Linked DNA regions of Sus scrofa: region 1 is linked to region 2. Evidence: chromatin contacts called from public HiChIP or PLAC-seq data. All regions are on one chromosome and are shown on one strand. The core of a region is the stretch at or near the end of the contact, and the rest is flanking DNA. Distances in the headings are between cores, read along the strand shown.

Region 1 (5,890 bases), core at 1,735-4,234, 120 kb after region 2:
GAATGCATACTTGATCAAGACAAAAAAGGACCCTGTGGAGAAAGACTCAAAGATTTCAAAACTAAACTTTCAGTTACCAAAGGGGAAATGTTGGAGGGGAGGGAGAAATTGGGAGGCTGGGAAGGGCATATACATTCTACTATATACAAAAATCAGTAAGTTAACAAGGACCTACTATATAGCACAGGGAAATTTACTCAATACTCTGTGATTGATAAATATAAATAAACTCAATACTCCAGATATATATAATCAGTTATACATATGTATAACTGATTGACTTTGCTGTATACCTAAAACTAACACAACACTGTAAGTCAACTACACTCCAATAAAATTAAAATAACAACAAAAAACCAACAAACCTTGTAGAGGAGTGACTTTCCCTTCTGTCATCTTAGCTGCTTTTGTGTAACCAAATGTTTCCTGTGCTACCCAGTGGGGGAGAAGAAGTGAGTTTGTCTCTTAACTGCTTTAGAGTTTTGTATGTCTATTTAGAGTCCCTTTTTGAAGTCTTGAGATTTATGGAACAATAAATGCCATTTACTGCTGTGCGCTATTCTGGATTCCTCATTGGTTTTAGAAGCTGTGTAAGAATATTTATCTGCAAGCTTATCAAATTTGAAATTATACTGAGAAGTATTGTGCAATAGTTCATCCCAGTGAAACGAAATAAATGGTGACAACAGCAAAAAGCATATTACTTTGTTTTGTTTTTAATAGTAGGATGTAGCCATCTTACTACAATACACGTTTCCGAATTGTTTTGGGGGAAACAAAGCACTCCAGGAAGCAAGGTTTAAAGAAGAATGGCTTGGCTGAATGATGTTATTAGTATACCATAACACGAATTTTGGCCACGTTAATGGGCCGGTTTAGAGTAGGTCAAAAACAAAGCACTTCCTTCACTCAGTGATGTGAGAGATTACTTTTAGACAAGTCTCACCTTTTGCACAACATTCAGAAGTACAACCTTGAGATTACCCACTAGGATGTCACGCACAGCTCACCTGGAACTGGAGAAGCATGCCTTCTGTGATCACTTCTTGATGAATGGAGCTGGGCTGAACACAGCACCAGGAGGTGGTGGGGGTTGGGGGATGTCCCTTTGGTAAGGGCAAAGCCTGGCTTCCTGGGTGTAAATGAGGAACGCCTAGAAAGACAAAGTAAATGAATTTGTCTTGGGTGACTCCCTTCCCCAGCTCCTGCTCCCTCTGGTAGCTCTTTCCCTTCTGAGCTCTTCAGGGTTTCCAGTGTTTAAAGTTTCTGCCCTGACTCTACAAGGACAACACAACCTCTTCTAAGGCCCTCGCCAGAGAAGGCAAGTCCAGTCCCGCCGTAAAGCTGTTCTGAGCCTGATCCTCCGTCCTTACCCTGCAAGACCATCCTCCTCCTCCTTCGAGGTTGACCTCAGAAGCCCCGAAAGCCTGGAGAACCAGAGGCCATCCCCACCCGCCAAGGCAGCCGCTACACCAACTTCACCAGAGCCAGCACAGTGAATCACAAATCCACTGGACTCCCTTACTGGCCTGTGAATCCAGGAGAGGGAGGCGGACGTTTTAGCACACCGCTGAAAGCCCTTGCCCACCGCTGTGTCCCTCACAAGGTGGGAAGTCTTTTAAGCATTAGCCGGCAGGATTAGGCGAATTCACACCCAGAGGTGAATGACTGATCTCCGGGGTCTTCCTGTTTGTTTGTTTGTTTGTTTGTTTGTTTAAGTCTAAAAGAAGCTGGTTAGTAATCTGGAAGGGTAAGAATGGAGGACGCTGGTATAGACCTGGCTGGAGCTGTCATTGTGGACTGGGAAGCTTCCTCCAGATCCAGGGGCTGGGGGCGAAAAACACTCTGTTGTCTGGGCCCTGCCAGACCTGCTGCTCCTCGCACCGTCGCCCGACGTCCGGCCCCTCCTCAGGGCCGACCGGGACATAGTAGCTGCTGAATAAATAAAAGCTTGTGGAATGAGGGAAAGTCCACGTTCCTTCCCGGTCACATCCAGAGGCCCGGAAAGCCTGGCCGCCGGGCTGCCAGGAGTCCCCTCCAGCAGGGTGGCCCACGCCTTCTAGACCAGAGCAGGGCTCGGAGTGAGGGTCTTCCCGGGGCAGGAGCGAACCGAAGGGGCTGGTTATGGGGTGCGTCCACGTCCAGCTAAGCTCTGCGGCGGAGGCCAGCGGCAGAGGGGCCCCGCGGGTGAAGCGCCCCAGGCCCGAGGGCGGCGACATCCGCGGAGAAAAGCGGGGTGGGGGGGTAGTGCGGGAAGGTTTGGAGGAGCAGCGGCTGCTCGGACTCAGGTTTGAGTCCCCTCCGCGGGCCACTGGGGCAGGCGTGTCGCGGCGCCCAGAGAGCGGGACCCGCCTTCGCTTTCCTCCACCAGGCCCGCGGCCTGTCGGCTGAGGTCACCGAGGGCCGGGAGCTCTGCAGAGGCCCCGGGGGCGAGGCCGCCCGGGACACGCCACCAACGCGCTTCAAGGGCTTGCGGGGCTTTTCACACTTTTCCCACCGGCCGGGACCGCCCTGGGGGTCCGCGGGGCGCAGCATGGGGGAGCCTCTGTGCCCTCGCTGTTTGTTGGGACTTTTTCTTCCGAAGAGAGCGTCCCCACCCCTTTCCTCTCGCAAGTCGTGTGGTTTCCCTAGAAGTCGGAAAGAGGTTGAGAGCGCTACGGAGACTTCTCTCTAGCTGTCTTTCCAGTCCGGAAACTCTAAAAACCCGAAGTGCTTGGCCGTAGGGAGATACTGGGGGTCACGGGGAAGGGGCGAGCAGCGCATTCCTTCGCCCACTTCCCTCCCACCTGGCCTTCGGCTCCCCTCCCCCGCCCCTGGCTCAGGCCGGCGCCCCGGCAGGCGCAGCGAGCCGCGGGAGCTGCAGGGTTAAGCCCTGGAATGTGGCGGCGAGGAATGTGCATGCAGATGAGGAGCGAGGGGAGGGGCGGGCGGGGCGGTCCGTGGGCGGGGCGCATGCTAATAACATGCAAATGAGGAGGCCCGTAGCCGCCACGGCCGCGGCTCAGCCGAGCTTCCCGGATCTGAGCCCAGACGGCGGCGGCTGGGGCAGCCTGGGCGCCGCGACCCTCTGCGGCCACAGGGGGACGGGGAGGAGGAGGAAGAGGCGGAGGCAGCGGCGGCAGCCGCGAGGAGGAGGAGGAGGGTTCGATCGTCTGTTCCGACGCAGACATGGTGGACTGATCCCCGGCGGGGCCGAGAACAAGGTTTCCTGAGGCGCCCCCCGCGCGTGGCCCCGCCGCGCCCTGCACCCCGCAGCCCCTCGCCGGCACACGGGTCCGGTGCGGCGGCCGGGCCGGGCAGTAGCCTTCCCGCCGCGTCCCGCGCCGGGTCCCTATGGAGGCGCCGCTCGCCGGCGAGGCCGCCGACCATGCCTAGGAGGGCCGGGAGCGGGCAGCTGCCGCTACCCCGGGGCTGGGAGGAGGCCAGGGACTACGACGGCAAGGTCTTCTACATCGACCACAACACCCGGAGGACCAGCTGGATCGACCCCCGGGACAGGTGGGCGGCCGGGCCGCGGGTGGGCGCAGGGACCCGCCTCGGAAGCGCGGCGGCTGCTGTTGTCCGGGAGACCCGGCCGAGCGGCGGCGCCCGCCGACTAGGGGGGCGTGGGGCGTGGGGCGTCGCCGGTCCCGGGGTGCCAGGAGGGGTCCCGGAAAGGAGGAGCGGGACCGTCTGACCGAGCCGGGGCTGCGTCAGCCGGCCAGCCGCCCAGGCAGGGGCTGGTTGGGGCCGCCCCTTCCAGGGCCCCCTTGCCCACCCACTTCCCGACGGCCCTGGGACCTTTAGACGCTCCGGGCGCAGAGGGAAGGGTGGAATTGACGCCTGGACAGGCACTCTGTGTCCCGCTAACAGACCCAGAGGGACCACCTGAGCCCTGCTCCGAGCTCGCCTCCGCCTAAAGTTGGCCAAATTGAGGCTGGAGGGTACATAGGGCCTGGGAGGCGGGGCCGGGCCCGGGGCCTCCCGGGAGGAGGCCTAAGTGCAAGGTGGGGCCGACTTGCCGTCCAGGCCACCTGTGGCATCTCTTTGGCTGTTCTTGGCTCCCCGCCTTGGCTGCACGTTCCTGATGGGGCATGCCACCGGTCAGGAGGCCCTGGGCATGGAGGGGTCCCAGGCACCCTTCCTCGCTGGGCCCTGGCGGTGAATGTCATTGACCTCGCCCCTCAGATTTTACAAACGTTTGTTTGGGGTTTTGCTGCCTAGTGTTAGTCTTCACCTGAAAACTTGAACTGACTTCCAGATCTTGAAAAGGCAGATTCTGTTTGGAAGTAAGAAGTAGTGAAATGAACAGTGGAGAGGAACCTTGGTTATCAAGGAACGTTGACTTACTTGAGCTTAGCATGATTTTTTTTCTAGTTTGCAACACACTTTTTATTCCCGCTCAGAAGTGAAGAGGAGGAACATTTCATCATCTTAGAAGTTCAGGAGCCGAAGTTTTAGTTGAATGATCACAAATGTTTCTCTCTCCCATCTTTTTAATCTGAAAAGGAAAATTCTTATATTAAAATTATTATAAGAATAGTAGGAGAGGAGTTCCTAATTGTAAATTTGTTAACTGTCCATTAAGGAGGTATTCCTGTTTATAACTTTAAATAACTTACCATTAAGGATAACTCCAACATTTGGACTTTTGTCATTTCTGAAACTTCTTTCCAGCTTTTTATGGAATATGGCCTTAGAAGTTTATAACCTTTGTAGGTGCTTCTGTTAAACACTCTGCTTTGTCTCAATTTGAAGCTGGAGCAGTTTTGTACTTATATTTCCACCCACAAATATTGTTTTTGAATGCTATTAAAGAGCAATTATAAGAAAGTCGCAAGTGACATTATAAATTTATGGAACAATCCTTGTTAAATTATCCATGAAGGTATCGGTTTAGGTTTCCCTCTTGAAATGAAAAAAGGCACCTGTGCTGAGGTTCGGTCTTGCTCCAGCTTGGCTGCCTGTTGCTGGCCTGATGAAAGTTATGACAAGCCTCACACCTTCACAGTCTCTCCAGACATCTTAGTTGTTGTCATAAACTTCATGCTCCAAGCCAGTTATTGCACTTTGAAACTGCTTAACAGATAGTAAATGTCGATGATGGTGTGCACCCAACAGTGGCTTTTAAAGCACCTGTATAAATATTTGGCTTTTACAGTTGTAATTCTTTCTGCTTTCTGATACTTGGAGTGTCAGGCTATTGAAACTGCAGTGCATTCTTGAAATTTTTAGGCATTCTAGATTCTTTTCTGCTTCAGTTTACATGTTTATTGTATCTCATTTGTGTTTACCAACAAGGATTACAGCAATACCTAATGGCCTGGGTAGAGCAAATAGAAAGTGGAATAAAATTATATGGCTTGGCTTATCTATATCACTACTTCTTAAACAAGTTAAGCATGTCTTTTATTTTAAATTGTTAATGGATTAACAATTATCACAAACTCGGTTTTTCAGGAAACTGGGAACCAGTTCATTTGATGGGGACAAACAGTTTTGACTAAGATGATTTGTTTACTCAGTTTTCCTTGAAGCTGTTGGATCTTTAGGTACTTATACATTTAGCTGGTTATAACTATTTCTGGATTTCAGTATTGGAATTTTAAAGATATTCCGTAAAATCAGAGTCAACATAGACATAGTTTAAATTTGACTGTGTTTTCTTTTAGGGCAGTGAGGTGTCTAAACAGTGTTAAGAGATGGTAGAAGAGGGTATTTGGGGTAACTGTTCCCTCTGGTCAGTTTTGTTACACACTTTCCAAACATATGGAAAGAGAAATGGTACAAAGGCCAATTGGAGTGTGTCTCTTCTCCAGGATCAAATTACAAATCCTGAAAGAAAAGTGACTTGATAAACTGTGGAACTGCAGTACTTTTGAACTTTTAAAACCATTCAATTAAGATGGCC
Region 2 (6,453 bases), core at 3,263-5,762:
ATCTTTACATGTATTATGACAGTAGTGATACTAAATGCCTTTTAAAAACCATTTAATACCTTCTACGACTTTTATGGTACATCAAATTACAAGCTCACTCTCATGAAAAAAAACTGTCTGCATTCTAACCCAGCTACATGCAAAATGAATAATTGATAAGTAAGGGGCAAAGAGCTTTGAAAATCTAGAGGTATCACATGGGTAGTAAAAAATAATGCAGACAGACAACCAGTGCCCTGAAACCCGGCAACCATTCAATAAAATACAATCAGTGAAGCTGGACAAATGCCTGTGTGGGTTTTTTTTAATTCCTTCTGGAAAGGAGCTCTGAAAGGTCCAACTTGGACCAAAGGCAAATGTCTCAGAACAAACACAATCAGCCACTCAAGAGGTTCTGGAAGTGAGAAGCCCGGGGACTGTAAATGTGCTGCAAAGCCTTGGGCTTCTAGGTCACTGCCAGAAATGTGCCTGAGGCTCACGAAGATTGAAGAAGGCATGGGTCCCCCCGGGAGAGCCACTCACTAACCAGTGAAGGCCCCTCTATGCCAATTTGACCACCGGCATCTTTCGGTAATAGCCTCAGTGCTCCACCAGGAAGCTCTGGAGCCAGAGCTATCTGTCCTGACCTGGTGAGTAAGGGTTGGGGTACCCACACAATGCCGTGTGGACCTTGAACACAGCGACCCTTTCATTTTTGCAATTTTTATACCTGACCTTGAATGTCCTGTGAAAAATCACCTTTTCATGTGCCTACACACAAGGAATCACTTCCTTTCTTCCTTATTGTTGCAACTGTACAGAATCAAAACCTGATGACAAAATGTTTCTAAAACATGTCACCACATCTTTCCCATCCTCTACTCAGCTATAAAGCTGGGCCTGAGAAGACATTTTTGCCCTTTACCCCAGAATCCCATTCTTCCTCCTCCTCCGGGAGGTGGGGGGAATTAAATGGGCTAACCTGACTATGAAATCCCCTTAATCACTAAACTGTGTTTTATTCCCTGAAAGCCCTGAGTGCTTTGTAGTTCTCCCCAATCTCATTCCTCAATTCTTCTCCACCTCCAGGCATGGTTTTTCTTTTTCTTTCAAAAATGAAGCAGTGGCCCTGAAGCAGCTTAAAAAGAAATTTATGGGGCTTATTTAACATGATTAAGGTCCAGGAACATTAGTAAAAATATATAAATTAGGCTAAGTATTCTCAAGGAAAACCTACCAGGGAAGAGCCAACGAAACAGAAAAGACTCCCATTGTGCCTGAGCCTCATTTCCTGAAGGCAAGCCTTTCCCATCTGGATGGCCTTCATCCACTTTACTGCCGACAGAGGCTGGCTGTTCAGCTCCAGACATAAACACAGGTCCCAACATTAAGAAAAAGCAGCAGCCAGCCTACGCCATCTTTTTATGGCAGTAGTTGCATATTCTTCAGGGAATTAAAAGAAAGGTGAGGCTTGGCTGGTCCCTCCCAGATAATCTCTGAGGTGAGACTCCCTGGGGCTCAGAGAGAAAACAGCATCCAGCATCCTTCCCTAACTTAAAGATGGAAACCAGAGATGGCCAGGCCAAAGGTCCTCGGTTCCATGCCTGTGGCTTGCGGTCTGACCGCCGGTCACCTGGGACTGCAGAGCCCAGGGAACAGGAGGAGGCCACTGTGCCATCCACCCCTGTGACGTCCAGCTCACAGTGCGTGCTCCGCATCCCAGAGATCGGCCTGAGCCAGATTCCCCTGGGAGGTGGAAATGAACCCTGCTTCTCATCAGAGCAAAGCCCTGGCCAGTACGTGGTTAGCTGGCTCTGCTTCCAAGTGGCCAAGAAACAAATGGCAGAGCCACTGTGTCCATTTCACAGCCGCCTCCCCAGGGGCTGTGGCACTCTGCAGAGAAGCCTGCCAGCAGTAAAACAGGACTGCTTGTGGAACCACTGCCATGCTTCTGCTCACTGGCTTTCTTTGGATTTAAGGAGAGGGAGGCGGGAAATTGGGGTAGTTCAATAGGATGCTGCTTCTTTCCAGTTGTTGATAAGTGAACAGGAAATGACGCTTCCTGACCATCCGTCACATTTAAGCACTCATCCAGGCTAGGCCGATAGGTGGAACGGAACACAAACAATGCCCTACCGTAAGGGTATTTGGTGTCCAGGATGTTCTCTGCTGTCCTCCTCCAAGGCAAGAGGTCATCACTGCACCCATTGGGCATTCCATTGTACCCGATGCCCACAATCTTATTTTCTGCATTCACGATGCAGGCTCCGACCTACAGGGAAACACACCCAAAGGCTCAGTGACTTTGAAGGAGGGCTGGCCTGTCACCAGAGAGGCAGTATGAGAGACCAGAGGCCTATGGAGCTCCCAAACGGCAGGCAGCTTCTGGATGTGCTAAGAGCTCTGTGTCTCTGGGTATAAGAGGCAGTGAATGATGGCATGTGACAATTTATTCTCTCACAGGAAAATGTGAGCACTCAGGAGTGCAGCATGAAAAACAGCAGGTTTTCTCCGCTTCCGTAAGCGGGCGGGTGTCCACAGAGTCTCTTGCTTGTATAATTGGCTGATGTGTGGGAACCTCTGTGTCTGCTTGTGAAACATTCAGACTGTAAAACTGAATGAATTCCCAAACATTCTCCTGTAAAACTCACCTACCTGGGAATTTGGATCTTTGCTCCTCTGTGCTGACAGGAAGGCCACTGCCATGAAATACTCAGGCCACTCCAAATAGTCATCACGTTTTTTGCAGGGCACTTTGCTCATGCTGAGTCTAGAAAAAAAAACACAACAGAACAGCGGTCGAGAAACACATTTTGGTCAATCTGCTTTCCAGCTTAACCCAAGCACATTTCAACTTTGGATCGACAAAGTCAGACAATTTCAATGTACATTTATCAATCAGAAATGACAGCATCTGAATCCCAGGCGATCTCTGGTCTTAAGAAAAAAAAAAAATTAAGAAATTAAGTTCCTATTTCAGAAGTTTGGGTTCAGCCTGTAAGGCTATTCCCAGATATTACATCTAGTCACTGCTTTCTCATAGGATTTACTACGCATGCCTGCCCTACAAATCACTCTCATCCTTTACATCTCCCCCATCAAATGGAGCCAGCACAGGAGGGAGGGGAAAGGGAACCCTGATTGACCATCTAATATATTTCAGACACGGTGAAAAATGATACATAGCATCTCACCCAAGCTTCATTCTGAGCTAAAGTAACTAACATTCCTCTTACGAGAACTTAGGTGGCTCGCCTGAGATCACATCACATGATTATCCATCCATGCTGGCTGGATTCCACTTGGAGCTGTCCCAACTGTGATATTCATTTGTGCCTTTCCTTTCCCCAGATGGGACAGAAGTTATCTATACCGAGTAATGAACCAAATGAGAAGAAGCTATGAAGTGTGACAAGAGTACTAAGGCAAGATCTCAGTAACACTGGGCTACCCAGCAGGTGCAAGCGGTCTCTCTTCAGGGAGTGGCCCTGAAGGGACTTAAAACTCCCAGGAAGGAAGGTGTCCTTTCAAAGGAGAGGAAACAAGGGCAAGGAAGGAGGGCCACACAAGACCCAGATGGCTCTCAGTGAGAAGTCTTGAGAAAGCCTGGACACCTGGGCTAAAGGGGAGATTTCCCGGCAGCTGGGTGTCAGGATCTCCTGTGAAGTTTAGGCTATCCCGCACGGTGGCGGGGCCCAGACTGGGGCGCAGCCAACAAGCTGGCACTGGGCACCACTGTTACCCACTGATTACATTGCCCAAATTCTGAGAAGCCTGTAAACCCTCCTAATACGAAGCGATGTTGGCTGGAACTTTACCACCTGGTTTAACAGTCAGTCTCCGTAGTCTCTGCTGGAGACCCGGTTAACTGCTTGCTAAACAGTAGGTTAGCAAGGAGAGGAGAAAAAGGAGAAAGGAATTTTTTTCCTCGGTTTGGTTTCACGTTCGCTGGTGCCCCGAAACCCAGGGGCAGAAGTACAGGAGGGACGAGCCACCCGCCGGGATACAATCCATGCTTCTCCCGCCACCCTCGATTCCGATCCCAGGTCGGAACCACGCACCCCCAACGCACACATGACTGCTCTTTTCAGGTCCCCCCGGAACCACCGGGCGCTCTCGGCTCCCGCGAAAGAGAAAGCGTCCTGGAGGCTTGAACTGACCGAATACCGCGGCCCCGCGCGTGTTTGCCCAGCGGAGGCTCCAACCGGGATGGTGCGTCCCCAGGACTCCCTGCGCCCCAGCCGCGCCACGTGGACCCGTACCGCTGCCCCCGCCCTCCCTCCGGTCAGGGTCCGCGACCTGCAGGCCGGCGCTCGTCCCCGCCGCCGCCGCCGCCGTCCCGCCGCGCGCCCGGGGAGGAAGTCGGCAGAGGAGGCGGGGCCGCCGCGTGGCCGGAAGGTGGCGGCCGCGCGCCCCAGGATGGGCCGGGGGGCGCGCGCCGGGCGGGCGGTTCCTCCGCAGGGTCGCCTGCGCGCTTGTCCCAGCCGCACAGTTAACTCGCCCAGCCCACCTAAAGGTCCGGATGGCGCCCTTTAGGGCCAGCGCACGAACGTCTCCTTCCGGGCCGGCTGGCCCCCTTTGTTGTGGGGGGTTTGGGTTTCACCGTTGACTTTGATCTGGCGGCGGCGGCCGCCGAGCCCCGGAGCCCGCGAACCCATCCCGAGGCCGCTGGGCGGGACCTGCGCGGTCGCCCGGCCACCCCGGGTCACCGGGAGGTACGGCAGGCGGCCGCTCCCGGGGCTCTGACCTTAAAACCATTGCAGTTTTCAGATCGCAGAAAAGTAGGTCGTTTTTGTTGTTGATGGTGCAGGTTTGGGGATTTATTTTTCCCCCACCTGACTTTACTATCTGCTACCTAAGGCTCTCCGTTATTAAGAAATTATATAGAGAGAGGTCTTTTACCTGTGCAAAAGACCCGAAAGAATCTACTGCACTAAAGCGGAAAGGGGAAGGAAGGAAAATTGGTTTGAGTCTCTGGAATGGGCCTGCTCTGTCGCCATGTCTTCCTGGGTAATTTTGACCTGTAGTAGCTTCACAGTTTCACGGGGAAGGAGTTTGTTGGGGGCAGAGAACTGGGTTGGGCGGGGAAGCTCTGCCTCGAGGCTCGAATGCCTCGAAGCTGCATTTGCATAAGCGCTTTGCTTGACCAGCTTTACAGTTCCTGCTCAAGTTGTGTAGAAGGGTCTGAGATGTGTGCCAAAGCCTGCGATCCCTTCTCAACCCTCTCCACTGTCCACACCCCTCCCGGTCTTCCCCGTGATGTTTGCTGGCTATGCAATTGTGCACATTTTGTTACAATTATTTAAAAAATAAAACAAAACAAAAAAACCAAAACCAAAAAACATGGTGCAGATCAATAGGAAAGACCTTGGGTGACATTTCTGAAGTTCTATGCTCTAGGGAACTAAATCTGATTTTCTTGTTTCCTTATTCTGTTCAAATGTATAGCCCTTAAGTCTAGTGGAACACTGGTTCCACCCCTGAGAATGACAAAAGAACCCCTTTCTGTTTCACACGTGGGGCTTGAGGATACTGTCAGCGCTCCATAAATAATAGCTACTGTAGTGATCATGAGTTCTGATCAGCACATCCCAGATCTGAGCCTCTAATCCAAACAAAAGCTTGTTAACTATATTAATTTACCCTAACAGAGGAAGAATGATGAGAATAAACAGTTGGTTCTATCTAATTTCTCACCACAGCAGACACATCATTCTTCATCTCCATGGTCCAGCCTGTAGATTCAATAATTAAATTATGTACTGTGTTCAGTGGATGCCGGGAAAGCAAAGGGGAAAAAAATACTTCATCCTTAACTATAGATTTTTTTTTTTTTTTTTTGCCTTGAGAAGACTGAGACTGGAAAGAGCTATGTAGATTAAGATGATGACTTTTAATGTCAAGTTAACTTTACTTGGCTGTCTTGTTGCCACTAAAATTTATTATATGCTGAGCCCCTGCTTCTTTTCCCCTCCCCAATCCACTGGTAGGTCCCTGTCACACTCATCTATAGTCTTTGAGTCTTCATAGATCCATTTCTCTTCTTACCAGCCTCCAACCTACGCATCGCCAATTGCTTCTGGTCCTTCAACCACAACATCATTAAGCTTTCTTCCTTCCTCTGCTCTGTAAAGACTATCATACATAATTTAGTTACTTCTCATCAGTCTCCATTTTGGTCAACTCACACAGTCCCCTCTGCAATAAATTCAGGATCCTACTTGCTACAAACACATTACCCTGAATGTTCCCGTGTTTCACTGAAAGTCTCTCATCTTATAAAATGACATCATTCATAATACAGGAAACCCTCCTGATTCATGGTTTCACAACTTGAGGTTTCAATTATTCCACACTAACTGCGAACTCAGGCACCTTTGGAAGAAAAAAATGCATTCCTTGGTTTATCTTGCTCATTAACACCTTGTAACTCCAAGTGTGACTGTAGGTGTTAAGTCTCTTGTTAATACCTTG

Evidence for each region. HiChIP or PLAC-seq counts read pairs in DNA pulled down with a chosen protein or histone mark.
Region 1: an H3K27ac HiChIP or PLAC-seq map of skeletal muscle shows a contact between it and region 2. The contact joins the promoter of WWC2 here to the promoter of DCTD in region 2. A contact is called at or near these places in 1 of 47 Hi-C or Micro-C datasets (heart right ventricle) and 1 of 2 datasets of contacts at active chromatin or transcription factors (skeletal muscle).

Annotation. Positions count from the first base shown.
Region 1 is chr15:44,612,747-44,618,636 of Sscrofa11.1, forward strand. WWC2 (protein WWC2) reads left to right here and starts at 2,985. Exons shown (of 25, transcript XM_003359464.5): 1 at 2,985-3,498. The coding sequence starts at 3,368.
Region 2 is chr15:44,488,082-44,494,534 of Sscrofa11.1, forward strand. It overlaps DCTD (deoxycytidylate deaminase), which reads right to left and starts at 4,513. Exons shown (of 6, transcript XM_021075124.1): 1 at 4,490-4,513; 2 at 2,635-2,749; 3 at 2,116-2,251. The coding sequence starts at 2,742.